2 separate regions of the Zea mays genome follow, and region 2 is linked to region 1. The links are chromatin contacts, called in public Hi-C maps. All regions are on one chromosome and are shown on one strand. Each heading gives the region's core, a stretch centred on a gene start, on an enhancer-like site or on the middle of the called end of the contact. The rest is flanking DNA. Distances are from core to core; before and after follow the strand shown. Region 1 overlaps LOC103642698. Region 2 holds the start of LOC100193871 (Protein XRI1).

What was found. A called contact is a pair of places that touch in the nucleus more often than the background predicts.
Region 2: a Hi-C map of ear shows a contact between it and region 1, with 2.2 times the contacts expected there. The contact joins the promoter of LOC100193871 here to the enhancer-like site in region 1. A contact is called at or near these places in 3 of 25 Hi-C or Micro-C datasets (ear, leaf and tassel).

Annotation. Positions count from the first base shown.
Region 1 is chr10:109,563,415-109,570,240 of Zm-B73-REFERENCE-NAM-5.0, reverse strand. All of the region lies in intron 1 of LOC103642698, which reads left to right. Among protein-coding and RNA genes, the nearest start is that of LOC100272273, 20 kb to the right of the region's middle. Within about 2 kb of position 2,725, at least 14 of the 20 cell types and tissues checked have an H3K27ac peak or open chromatin away from gene starts, as enhancers often do. A contact at or near this core is called in ear, leaf and tassel, where this site is marked.
Region 2 is chr10:109,669,288-109,676,113 of Zm-B73-REFERENCE-NAM-5.0, reverse strand. It overlaps LOC100193871 (Protein XRI1), which reads right to left and starts at 3,983. Exons shown (of 9, transcript NM_001138950.1): 1 at 3,744-3,983; 2 at 2,626-2,675; 3 at 2,411-2,527; 4 at 2,200-2,336; 5 at 2,027-2,105; 6 at 1,859-1,940; 7 at 1,719-1,771; 8 at 1,275-1,355; 9 at 560-1,179. The coding sequence starts at 3,808. The coding sequence ends at 923.

The DNA of each region.
Region 1 (6,826 bases), core at 1,476-3,975:
AATGTATTGTGACATATGAATTGGATCTTGTCTGCTATAGTTTTGGTATTGGATATGTAAATTTTGTGAAATATTTCATGTGAATTTGTACAGTTGAATGAGATTGCTCAAAAAATAGGCTACATATTTTGATTATATAAAATGGTATTCATAGAAAATTACAAATTAGATTTAATGAGGCCACAAATTTGGCCTAGCACTAGCACAAGCCATTTTATAAATTATGACAACAAAGTTCGTCATTGAAAAGTGTCATGTCATCATACCATTTGCCACATCACCTCCACATCACTAGTACGCATGAGTTTATGACAAAATCAGGTCCACATGGCAAGGCTTTAGCTGATTATTAGTGACTTTTTCTTTGGAGTAGTGACAATATGCAAATGCCATAAAATCTATGATGAAGTAGAATCATCACAATTTTAATGATAAAAAACCTTCAATTCGCCATAGAACATGTTTAGCCATGTCACATAGATGACGAACCAAAAACGTCACATAAGCGTCATAGATTTCAATCTATGACATAAATTCACTTATCAATGACACAAGATGAATGACACAAGGTAAGGTGTGTTGTAGTGAATCTTACCAATAGATTGAACACAAACCCATAACATGTACATTACAATAATCAACATTTGTAATCATACACCAGAGATAAATCGGAATACTTTACAATAACATAATATTACATTTATTCCAAACTCAAGTTTACAATATAAAAAGAGTAGTGATTATTACAAGCCTTAATAGTACCAAAGTACATAACTTATTACAATACTTGGAAAGGTAAAACCTTTCCCCAAAAAAGTTCACACAAAAAATTTCATGCTCCAGAGACCTCCACATGATAAAACTAACAAAAGTTGGAAGTATTAAGGACCTCTCCTTCAAAAACATAGGGAATAAAACCTTGAGTAGGCAATTAGTTAGCAAGACTTACCCGACTAAAGAAAAGACTTTTAAGGGTATGCTAGCTTTTGAGAATCAAGGTAAAGCTCATTAAGTTCAAGGACTCCTTTTTGCATAAAAGCTTACTAAAGTAGACCCTTAGGCCATGTTTTAACTTCACAAGTTAAGTTATTTCCTAAATCTAGATTTGCCTAATCTAGATCATTCACTTGGCCTAAACTAACTTTATTTTTACCAAAATTTATGTTTTAGTTATTAACTACGATGTAGGTCAGTGATCTAGCCTTCATAACCAAGAAGTAATAACGATTCAAATCGATTAATACCTATTTCGGGATCTCCAACCACATGACATATGTAGCACTTAACTTTTGCATATGTTACCCGGGGTTTCTCAAGATCAGAACGGGTTCACGCCATCTCTCAACACCAGAATGGGTTTCTCCATCCAGCCTCTTGCTAGGTGGGCAAACGTTACTCTCGCCATCTCTCCACTCCTAGTGTGTGGTAGTCTTTCTGGTATTGGTCCGGCCGAGGCAAGGCTTACCCATGACAAGGCATGTGGACAACTAAAAGGTCCTAGATCATGTAGGCTAACAATGGTAAGGTCCTTAATCGACGCAGACGTGCGATCTCTCCTGCTCAATGTCTGGTCTCCATTTAAACTATTTTACCAAAACCTTGTACCTGAGAGAGGTATAATGCTTGATTGATGAATTCGTCAAGGCCTTTGATGACTTCATCATCCTAAGCCTATTTTCTTTACAAAAACATTATTCAGAGATCAAAATCATTTTCAAACCTTAATTTATAAGCAGGGCTAAGCATTTCTGAATTTTTATAAAATAGGTATCATGGATGGTAATCAATATTCCAAGGAAGGTAATGCATTAATTATTTACCACACAACTTCTGTCACCTAATGCATCATATAAGGTGATAAAATTTTGTAAACAACAAGGGAAGGGGTGAATGCACCGGGCTTGCCTTGGTGTGGAGGAGATTCAGGTTCTTCTACTAATGTATCACAATTAACTTTATATCCAACTGGTGGGCACTCTGGCTCTAGAACAGACTCCTCTTATTCAATTTCTACTTCTTCTGGGAGCTCTACATGAAATAGTATGAGCATGAATGCATATGTTATGCCATAAAATGCAAACTTGAATAGAAGAGAACAAACTAACTTGTTGAATACAACTTTCTTTCACCGTGCAATACAAGACACTAAAACCAACTAGAAACCTATTATCTTAAATATCATGACAAGATATCTTGGCCAACTAATAATCTTCAGGGAGCTAAACATCAATGAACTTCACTTTAAAACCTAAGTCCATGAGCTAATTTTATTCTTTCTACCTAACACTTGATCCATCACTTGCTTTAACCTTAAACCTTTTCCATTTTTGCCAATATCAGGTTTTCTAATAAAAAAACGTCTAGACATGTTCAAACTTTACCCAGGGGTCAAATTGGGCATATTAAGTTTAACCAGAAACTTTCATAATTTTTAGAGCTCAAATTCTATTACTAAAATTCATATAAGCATTTTAAGAGCACTTTTTAATCACTTAAAATTTGTTATATGCTTTAAAAACACTAAAATCATTTTACCATAAATTTTGAAATTTTTTGAATCCAAAAAAATTAGTCTCACGATTTTTGCATTTTCCGTGATTTTTCGTAGATTTTACAAGTCATCGGCTAAATAAATAAAGGAAAACCGTGAGCAGTATTGGGCCGAATCCGACCCACGCCGGCCCAGCAACGGCGAAAACCGCACGCGTAGCGCACGACCCGCGCCCGCACACGCATCTTGCACGGAATCCCCTGATGTTTTAAACAACTAAAAAGAGATTGTAGCACTAATTCTATGTCTCGCTGACAAATGCACCAAGGTCCCTCTCTTTCGCCTCATTCACGAAACTAAGTCCACTATGGGACTCCGCTCGCGTGCTGGCCAACTCCCTGCCAGGCTCGCCGACGACGGCTTCCACCGGCGAAGCCAAACACACTCACACCATACCCGAGCCAAGGCGGCACTACCCCCTAAGGGCTTGTTCGGTTATTCCTAATACACATGGATTGGATGGGATTGGAAAAAATTGTGAAGAAGTTTGACTTGTTTGGGATTCAAACCCATCCAATCCCACTCAATCCACATGGATTGAGAGCTAACCGAACAAGCCCTAAGCAAATCGAGAGATTCTGATATTTGCTATCAGCATGAAACATGTTTGTAAAATTGTCATCAGACCCACATTTCATAGACCCAGTTGGACCCACAATTCATAGACACAGTGGTAATTATAACAAGAAGACAACATTGTGAGTGGTAAAAATTCAATTATCTCAAGCAAATCAGACCACTACAGCTCGGGACCTAGCCTAACCACGACGATGGTGGAGACGGAGCTCCGGTGAGGCCGTTCTCGAACCCACGGTGCAGTAGAGTTCAATCCAAGGCCACGGTGAAACAAGCTGGCGACGGTGGAGCGGTTTGCAGCGGCGTGCATCGGTGTCGCAGAGGCGTTCCCAAATACAGACTGCAGTAGAGTTTAAACGGGGAAGCTGGTCTGGTGAGCAACAAGGGACCATAGGGGGGGCTAAAATAAGGAATAAACAAGAATGATACGGGCCGACGTGGTCTGGCCACAGTGGGGTGGAGCACGGCGACGCCGGTGACCACTTTCAGAGGGAAACCCGCGAACAGGAGCTACGCCAGAGGGAGGATCTTGTAACGGGGCGGGTTAGGCGTATAAAGACATGGCAAAACTGCTGACGCGGCACCGGGATGTGAAGTGAACACCACTCCCCACCCCCGTCTGACAAAGCAAGTTTGGGCTTAATTTACTCATAATTTCTAATGATGATAGAGGGATCGTCCTTACTACCAATTGTTCACCACATTGTCCTCTAACTAAATGCTATAGAGACTGTAGGCCATAACACTATGGATCAGTCACAAGGAAGCTCCAAAGTTGAGCAAAAACTAACTGCAACCAATGTTTCAGTTAACTGAACTAAGGTTCAGAAAACTTTAGTTTGACAACATTGTTTAAGGCATCTTTTTCTCCCAGTTCCAAATAGTTTCAAGGGCACGACCTTTAGTAAGATTTACTCTCCAACTATAGCTCGCCAACTTTGATATAAATATATTCTACCAAAATCCCATGGATTAGGAGATACAAGAGCCCAAAGTTAGCTCATTGTCACTTCTTTTTTTTTCAGAAATCCAAAACTGAATCAAATCTGAAACTTTGCAAACCTCCAAACATGAAAGTTACTTGGTTTTTAAAGCTCTACAACTTTGGTATTTTGACTTTTGGCAAAATATGGCTAGATCTTGAATTTCACTTTTGGGTCCCAAATTAGGGTTTGAAATGTGCTTATTTTCTTCAAGTGATTTATCAACTTTGATCCATCCCCTTAAAGGCAAAGTTAACCTAGGTGCTAAGATCTACCTTTATTAATTAAAATTCAAGGCCAACTTGCCACTTGCTTTAGGGGTGATTTGTTCCCATTTAGCTTAAACAAGGTCCTTAAACTAAGTGTTGCACTCTAATAAACACAACACCACATTTGGCTTAAACTTTTGACCTAGTGAATGCATTCTAGGTGTACGAAAGGGAAATGTGCCTTTGGGCCATTTCTAATTGTTTTGGTGATTAAATGCTCAACACATTACTATGAACTTACAAGCCCTCATATGAGCATGAGCACATGTGTTTGTAAATCAAATTGAGGATTATAAGAAAAAGCACCTTTGGGCTTGAAAGTGGACATACTACAAACCTCTATGGTTCAAAGTGATAAAGGTATGTTTCTAGTACTTAGTCACTTGTTTTAGGTACTAATCAAGTTTGTCTAAGTGCTAGGAATCATATGGAGTCGAGCCAAAAGGAGCAAAAGAAAGTTGACACAAAAATGAAGAAGTTGGGCTGAAATGGGCAGCACCAGATGGTCCGGTGCCACCCACAGGATAGTCTAGTGTACACCAGACAGTCTGGTGTCCGTACGGTCGAAGTGGCCACTCTCGGGCTCAATAGGCCCTGATGGCTAAAATTCATTGAACGGTCTGCGCCGGGTGCCAGACAGTCAGGTGTGAGAACAACCAACGACTATCAACCACATTATCCAGCAACCAACGGTCAGATGGAGCACCAGATTGTCCGGTGCCCCCACCAGACAGTCATGTGCCCATCTGAAATGGAAAGTAACAAATCAGGGATCTTTTGACCCTTGTATTGTGCACTATCCGGTGCGCCACCAGACAGTCTGGGGCACCCGCAGACAGGGAAGACTGGGAGCTTCCAAATGAAGCTCCAATGGCTCCTAGGTCTCTTGGGGCTATGAAAGGACCCCCTAGACGACATGGAGGAGTACCAAGCATACTTTGAGCACACCACAACTCCGAGACTCTACGACCATGCTTTTGATTTGTTAAGGAGAGATTTGAGTGCGCTCTTGAGATGTGACTCTGTCGTTTTGATTCGTGCGCTCTCTTCTTTGCTTGTGTGCGTGGTGTAACTGCGATTGTGTTCTTGTGTGCATTTCTACTCCGCTCCTTACTCCATATTTGAATGTGATCATTTGTGTAAGGTGTGAGACTCCAATTTGTGGAGATTCCTCACAACAGGATATTGATATAAGGAAGACAATTGTGGCACTCAAGTTTGATCTTTGGATTACTTGAGAGGGGTTGATTGCAACCCTTGACCAAAGGAGGTCATCACTATGTGGAGTAGGCATTAGCCGAACCACGGTAAAAATAGTTGTGTTTCTTGTCCATTTTACTTATTGTGATTACTGTCTTCTTGAGTTCTCATACTCACTTGCAATATTGCTCGTAAGTTTAATACTCATCTTAAAGGAGCAATCAAGTGAGGAGTTCTCTTTTCTTCTCTCTTCTCATCCTAACTTGGTTTTTGTTCTCACTAACACATTTTATAAGTGCTCTCAATTGGTATATCAGAGACGTTCTCTTCATCAATGGACTATTCGCCCGAAGAGATGAATCCTAATGCAAAGGGGATTATTATGATTGACGACAAGGAGGAGACCATAAAAACAATGAGCCAAAGGGAGATAAGCCCATCGACTCAGGCTCAAACAACAAGAAGACAGATGAGAAGAAGAAGAGGTGCATCAAGAGGATAGTCTACTATGACAATGATACCTCTTCATCTTCACCAATGGACAACGACGATGATGACTCTTCTTCCAAGAAAAATACGGTTAAACAAAACTATTATTTTGATTATTCCCATATTCCGTATAACTCCAATGCTCATTTATTGTCTATTCCTCTTGGCAAACCCTCTGACTTTGATGGGGAACATTATTCTTTTTGGAGTCATAAAATGCGTAGTCATCTATTTTCTCTTCAGCTTAGAAAATGGAATGCATTTCGATAGTAATGATAATGCTATATTTATTCATGAGAATATTCATAAAAATGCCCAGACTATCACTCTGCTTTTAGCATCTCTATGCAGGGATGAATATAATAAGGTTAGTGGCTTGAATAATGCTAAGGAAATATGGGATACCCTCAAAATTGCTCATGAGGGAAATGATGCCACAATGATCATCAAGATGGAGTTGGTGGAAGGCGAGTTGGGGAGGTTCACCATGAAAAGGGGTGAGGAGCCAACTGATACGTACAATAGGCTCAAGACCCTGGTGAACAAGATCTGAAGCTACGGAAGTACAAGATGGACAGATCATGACGTCGTGCGTCTCATGCTAAGGTCATTTACTATTATTGATCATCATCGTGTTAATCTTATTCATGAGAACCCTAGGTATACCAAAATGTCACCCGAAGAAATTCTTGGTAAGTTTGTGAGCGGATGCATGATGGTAAAAGAAACAATGTACGTCGATGACATTGCCAATGGAC
Region 2 (6,826 bases), core at 2,734-5,233, 100 kb before region 1:
CAACGTCAGCGCAGTATACCTCTCCACCAACCCCGTTCAGCTCACGAGCATGTTGCTGTTGTAGATGTGTGAGTTCTTCATGTCGCGACTACCTCTCACTTCGCCGACGTCTTCACCAAGGGCCTTCCCACCCTGGTGTTTGAGGAGTTTCGGTACAATCTCAATATTTGCAGTGGTTAGAAGTTTCGACTACGGGGATCCCACCTAACATCTCCCAACCCTGGTTAGGGTGAGGGTTTTTCACTATCCAACAATAATATTGAATACAAAGCTAACTTTGAGCCGAACCGAGTCTCCTTCATGTTGTTGAGTGGGCGAGCCGAGCCCGGTCAGGCACCAAGACGCACCAGCACCAAGCCATGGCTCGTTTCTAGCCATTTCGATATCAAGATATCTATAGGTAGAATTGTAGTTGAGGCATGTATGGAATTCAAAGCTAGTGTCAAATAAGAAACTTTGAAATTTTAAATCATAGAAGGAATAAGCAAGTTTGACAAGTGTCATAAGAATTGTCTCATTAAAGAGACACAAGGATGGAATATAACACATTAATTCTATTGACTTCAGTTTGATGTATATATATCATTGACCACATGTCATAAATACACCAGAAGAATGCCGAAAGTTGTTGTTTTGCGTCTACATTAATTCACAAGACACCCACGGTGCAAAACTAAAACAAAAAAATGATGGAAAGCTACAGAGGTCTGCACATTGACCAAAGTGCCAAAAGCAATCGAGAGAATGGCAGATAAATAAGAATCAATGGCATCCTCAGGCTCAGCCTTGAACTGTGAATCAATGGAAGTTTCAGGTGCTCAGACTTGCACAATTGACCACCAAGGAGCTGCCTTCTCCCCTTTCTCATCTGATAAATGGAGAGACTAGCAGATAAATAAGGATCGAAGGTATTTTCCGGTTCTCAGCCCTTTGTTCTTAGTATTGTGATGCTTCCTTTCCCCCCTTCTGTTCTGATTCTTGTCTTGCCAATCACTGGCTTGCCAGAGAATGCTGAAGTTCCAAGGATCTCGGGGGCCTTCTTAGGAGGAGCACGAATTCGCTGATTTATATCCTGCAAGGTAACATCGCCTTCCTCCCAAGATGGTTTGATAAGAGTAAAAGGATATGCTACTGAGGTAGTTAAGTTTTCCTTCACCTTAACTAGTGTTGAGCTTGATCCTAGTAGTAAGGCAAAAGAGGCCACATGATTAACACCGATGAAACTGGAAGATGAAGTGTGTTCCAAGTAATAATATACTTTCAAAATGAAATACCTTTGGACACTTTGAGTGTACAAAGCTTTCTAGTTTCCTGCATTATGAAACTTTCTGTCATTGGTCCAGTCTCACTTGTTCCTGTAGGCATATAGAAATAATAGGTAAGTTGTGGACCTCAATACAAAACCACGATGCTAGGAAGGCACTAAAACATCATGGTTGCTGGTTATAATAGTACATTGCAGCAACTGCAAATAGACCATAACTGTGAAGGAAAAGAGGAAACTAAAATGCCCTTCTCATGGTTGCTGGTTATAATAGTACATTGCAGCAACTACAAATAGACCATAACTGTGAAGGAAAAGAGGAAACTAAAATGCCCTTCTCAGATATCTCGTGAGAGCTTAAGAACAAATATTAATGGAAATGTTGGAAGCTGAGTTGCAAAATTAAATGGAAAAATGATTATCAAATGGTATAGAAAAGACGATTTGCACTGACCTGAAATACCAGATTGATCATTTATACATGCAATGCTCTCCTGACTACAAGGCCTACAGCAAGTAGGAGATGAATATATCACAGCTGACAAACCAATGAGCCAAATAAAGTTGTTTTAGTGGAACCAGATAGGGACAAACGTTTGATCAGGCTCGAGGTACACTGGAGTTCCATAAGAGCAATGTTCAGAAAGAATATCTTCTTGCCGGTAGGGTGCTTCATCTGACAAGGAATTTATTGTATCGGATGTAATTTTTTTAATTAGTAAACAGTATAGTATTTAAGCATATATAATGAAAAATACAGACCTAAATTATTTGAAGTGTGGTGCATATCCCAATTTAAGCTCTGTGGTTTATCAGTGCAGAGCAATGAAATTTCTGCTGCCTGAAACATGGAAAAACAGAACATGCATAACTATGATATGCAAAGACTAGCAGGATGGAGGAATTTGAAACATAGGTAGGAGCTGGAGAACAACCTCAGATGTGACAAAAGGTGAAGCAGCATCATGAGTCCCAACTTCTGACTGACTAGACTCTGAAGGGTACTCTAATGTGCGCCGCCGCTTTGATTCCCGAGATTCCTCCAGGTCCAAGGTCTCCTTGCATGTGAAATCTACTCAAGTAACAGGCGCTTTAAGCTATGCATTAAGAGTGGTAGCAATGATAATTGGTAGAAAAAAATTGTACCACCAAGGTCAGCAAAGAAATCACGGCAGTCTCTCAACGGGGTTTGATTTCCAAGCAATCCCATTAGCTCATCGTCATCTTGATTGAGGCAATCCCACACGAATTTAGTAGCATCTGCTGTAAAAAAAGATGAGACACAATGAGAAATCAAGTCCAAACAGGTACTTTAAAGCTTCTTTGTGACATAGATGCAGGTTATGGATGTGAATTAGTACCATGACTTGAATCGTTGGGTTCACAATGCTCTACTGTCCAATCCCAGAGACTGAGGAAAGTGTTACAAGATCAGGCACAAGTGTAATAAATTGCAAAAAAAAAGTAGTGCACCATAATAGCAAGTCAATTTACAAGCATTCTTTGAGCAAAGAGTTGAGGCAGCGTATAAGTTCAATCACACCCACTAAAGATAAATCATGATTCATGAGCTACTTGTGTAGGTTGTACGCGGGTTTTCATCTGATTCTACTTCGTTATGTATGCTCAGTTTAGTCAATGAAATGAACAATCAAAGGCACTGAAGTACGTGTAAGCTATACACTAAATTAATTCCTGCCGATCAGGCATTAGAATGAACAGCATACAAAGCCCCATTCCAGCCCCACGTGAACCCATATTCTCCCCCATCCAATCTTTGGCACTGGCATCAACCTAACTCTCAACTGAAGCAGGGTACAATTTGAGCTAGATAAACCTAAGAAGGGCATGAAGCTACTCTTGTAGGTAGTAGACAGATCTTAATTTTAGTTTGACATGTAAGGTAAATTATCAACTAAAAAAAAAGAATTAAGGGCTAGCAACACAGCAACTTTATTACCAGAGGTCAGGCACTACAACGAACAGCATACACAGGCCCATTCCAGTACCAGCCAGTCCAATATCCTCTCCATCGAAGCTATATTGGCGGCGTCGGCCTAATCTACGATTTAGACAGCCTATAGGGCGCAACGTCGCAAAAGACCATCCGAACCAGCGGATCAAATCCAATGGAACGAGCACCCAGGACGCAGGACTGGCGGATGGATCATTCCAATCCGCCAACATCGACACACCAGATCGCTGGCTCGGTAGGATTCCTCTACTGTTAGATCGCCGACGTGATCCAACAGCCGCCGGATTCCTCCGGCGGCGGCGCGGATCTCCGCACGCCGGCACGCCTGCGCGAGGTCTCATATCAACCAACGACGGCGGCGCATCGGTCCCAAACCAAAACCGCCCTCTAATCCCAGACCAAATCCCCCAAAACAAGGAGCTCGGAGCAGCAACAAAAACGCGAGCGGAGACCAGTCACCAAAGACACGGATCAACGCACACGACTCGGGGCCCCCTCACCCACGTTTGGCCATGGTCGTCGGCGCTTCCACCGGCGGCGGGGGCGCTGCCATCGTACGACGGGTCCATCGGGCCGCCGCAACTAGCCGTTGCAACGGTCTCCGCCTTCTCCCCCTCGGCAATCGGATTTTGAGTGTCTACTGTGCGCGATGCGATGGCGAGAGCGAGAGGATCCTGCTACAAACTGCTCGGGTGCTGATACGCCCACGGTTGCGCCGCATTTGTAGTCCGAGGGATGAAGACGGGTGGGACAGAAAAGGGAAGAAATGCGAAGGGGGTGGTGGGCACGAGATGGGCTGACTGAGAAGGCCGTTGGGCACGACCCCTCGGCCTTCGCGCCGCGTGCCCAGCTCAAATCTCCGCTCGCTCGGCTTGCCTGTCTCTCTGACAGTCCACCCTGTGTGTTTGGTGGGCGCGTGGCGCCAGAGCCGGTGCAAGAATTGATGGCCTTCCAAAAGCCCAGCGTGCCAAGGCGGCTCATTCGCAACTCCAGCCATATGGTTTCATGGAACCGTACAAATGGGTGTAACACTTTCAAAAAAATGGGTAGCAACCTTGACAGAACCGTAAATTTTACTAAGTCCCTGTTTAGATCTCCTGCAAATAATTATATTTTTTTATTCAAACAGGTATAGATAATAAAATAGCTAATTGTTAGCTATAGCAGTAAATACTAATTATCTACCTAATTAGATCAAATCAGACAATAGCTAATAGCTAGCTAATAATTATCAGTTAATGGATCTAAACAAAACAAAAAATAAGGCAAAAGCCCTTTATGGTAAAGAGGAATTATCGCACCCTATTTTGAATAACAAAACCAGATACTAATATGCTTTGGTACGAAGGCCGAACTAGACATTGATCATGTCTCACGCTAACCGCATACTAACCTTGTTTTTGAATATAGGATATTGATGTGATGCATGCAAGTCCCAAAGACGAGGACTACATTGTGCATGCAAAGTCACCCTCACAAGGCGAGAAGGGCTCACAGACCCATGTTGGGGGTCTGCGGGCGAGGAGGGCCTAACTCACAATGGGGGCTTCGAGCCAAGAGGCCTTCGGCCTCGAGGACTCTACTCCCGATGGCCTTTCTTCCTTTGGCGCGGTCGTCTAGGCCAGAGCGAGAGCCCAAGCGAAGCAAAGGGCAATTGTTCCACCTCGGCGCCATATCAGAAGACGAGTCAATGAGGCGACATCGAAGACCATGAGGCAAAGGCCTTCATGACTTGACACTAGAAGACTACGTATAGACAGTGGGGACCCTGTGGGCCCTCTACATGTAAAGTTGGCCCATCTGTCAGCCTCTCCTGCGGGTACAACTCTTGGTGTAATTAGATCTAGGTCAGCATTGTTTCGTATTTACTCTGTTGTACATTATATTCTGAGGATGTAGCAGGTATCCAAGGGCACGAACGTACTTTAGGCTAGCCCATTGGTTGCACTATAAATAACTACATCCAACTCCTAGATGAGACACGATTGACAAGACATTGAGCACCCTAGCTTCCTATTTTGTTGAGCACCGTTGTCTCACCTGCTCCCGAGTGTTTGGGTCCACGTGTCAGAACCCAACATTTAGCGCCCACTGTATTCATTACAAAGACCAATCCCACGATGGCTTTCGAAAAGAACACCCGATCCAACTCCACCTCAATGGAGTTGATAGAGATAGTCTTCACTGACAACACCCAGAGGCCTAAGGTCACCTTCCCCACTCAAGACCAAGAGACCCAAGCGAAGACTGCCCATGTGACGGCTACATAACTACCAACTGAAAGAAATCTTCCTCTTCGCACAAAGAGCCAGTCATTTCCACCCCTAAGGGAAGCCCCTTCACATGTAGTTTGGAGAGCCATGGTCATGCTCCGTTCAACACCAAGAGACACCCCTACCAGTCCATAGTCTAGTCTGATCAGACCAAAAACCAACCCTCTGATCCGCCATCGAGTTGAGGACACCCCCAAGCGATTAGACTTCGAGATCCATGAAGAAGACAAAGCATTCGAGTTTAACTCCAAGTACCATTTGTTACTTAAGAGCCTTCACATAAAAAATGATGACCTTAAGAAGTAGATATAAGCATTGACAACCACAAGACACCATGATGAGATCCTCTAAAAGGTATTGAGGTTGATTGAAGAGGAAAAAAGACATATTGTGGACTCTACAACAAGAAATAGCAGACTTGTAGCAACATGAATACACCTAACCACCTTCACTAAGTGCAAAAACATAGTATGAGCATACTCAATAGCCTCCGCTAATAGAACACATACATCATGACTTTGAAAGAAGCGCTTGGCAAGCCCAACACTTTGGCACATTCCACAACTTCAACTTCATAAATGAAAGGTGACCGCTCTCCGCTAGACTTCAATATATCCCATGGCCACACAATTACCGGTCAGGCAATTGGCCCAAGTACAATGGCAACCCTGACCCTTCGCAATATATCATGAGCTATCAAGTGGTAGTAGCATCATCTAGAGATGACGACAAGCAATGGTGAAGTCTTCCGTCGTAGGCCTGGAGGACCCAGCTCTCACCTAGTACACAAGATTTCCACCACTGCCCATCGACTCATGGAGGACCCTTCGTGAAAAGTTATCGCTCAACTTCAAGGGCTATAGACCAGAAACCAATGGCTTTGTAGAAATATCCCTCTACACGCAATTGGAGAAGGAAAGCCTTCAGGATTACTACAAGAAATTTTTGTTGATGAAATCCCAAGTGTCTTCAGTTGAAGACCACATCTCCATTCACTATGCCATCAGCGACCTTCGCACTAGCCACATGTTCAGTCACTGCACCAAAGACCCCAAGCACACTCTAAGAACTCTACCGATTCTTCAAGAAGTATGCAAATCAGAGGAGTTGCACTACCAAAAGCTAGAGTCACAGCGGAAGGCAAAGGAGCATTCGCAGGCCAGTAGTAGACCCTAGCATAAGGGCTAACAGGATCGTTAGCAGCAGCAGGTCCACAACATAAGCAACCTACAACAACCCAACGAATCCCCCTTGCACACAGCAAAACCTCCATAGCCTAGTAGAGGAGTGAAGGTGGTAGAGACCGTGACTGTA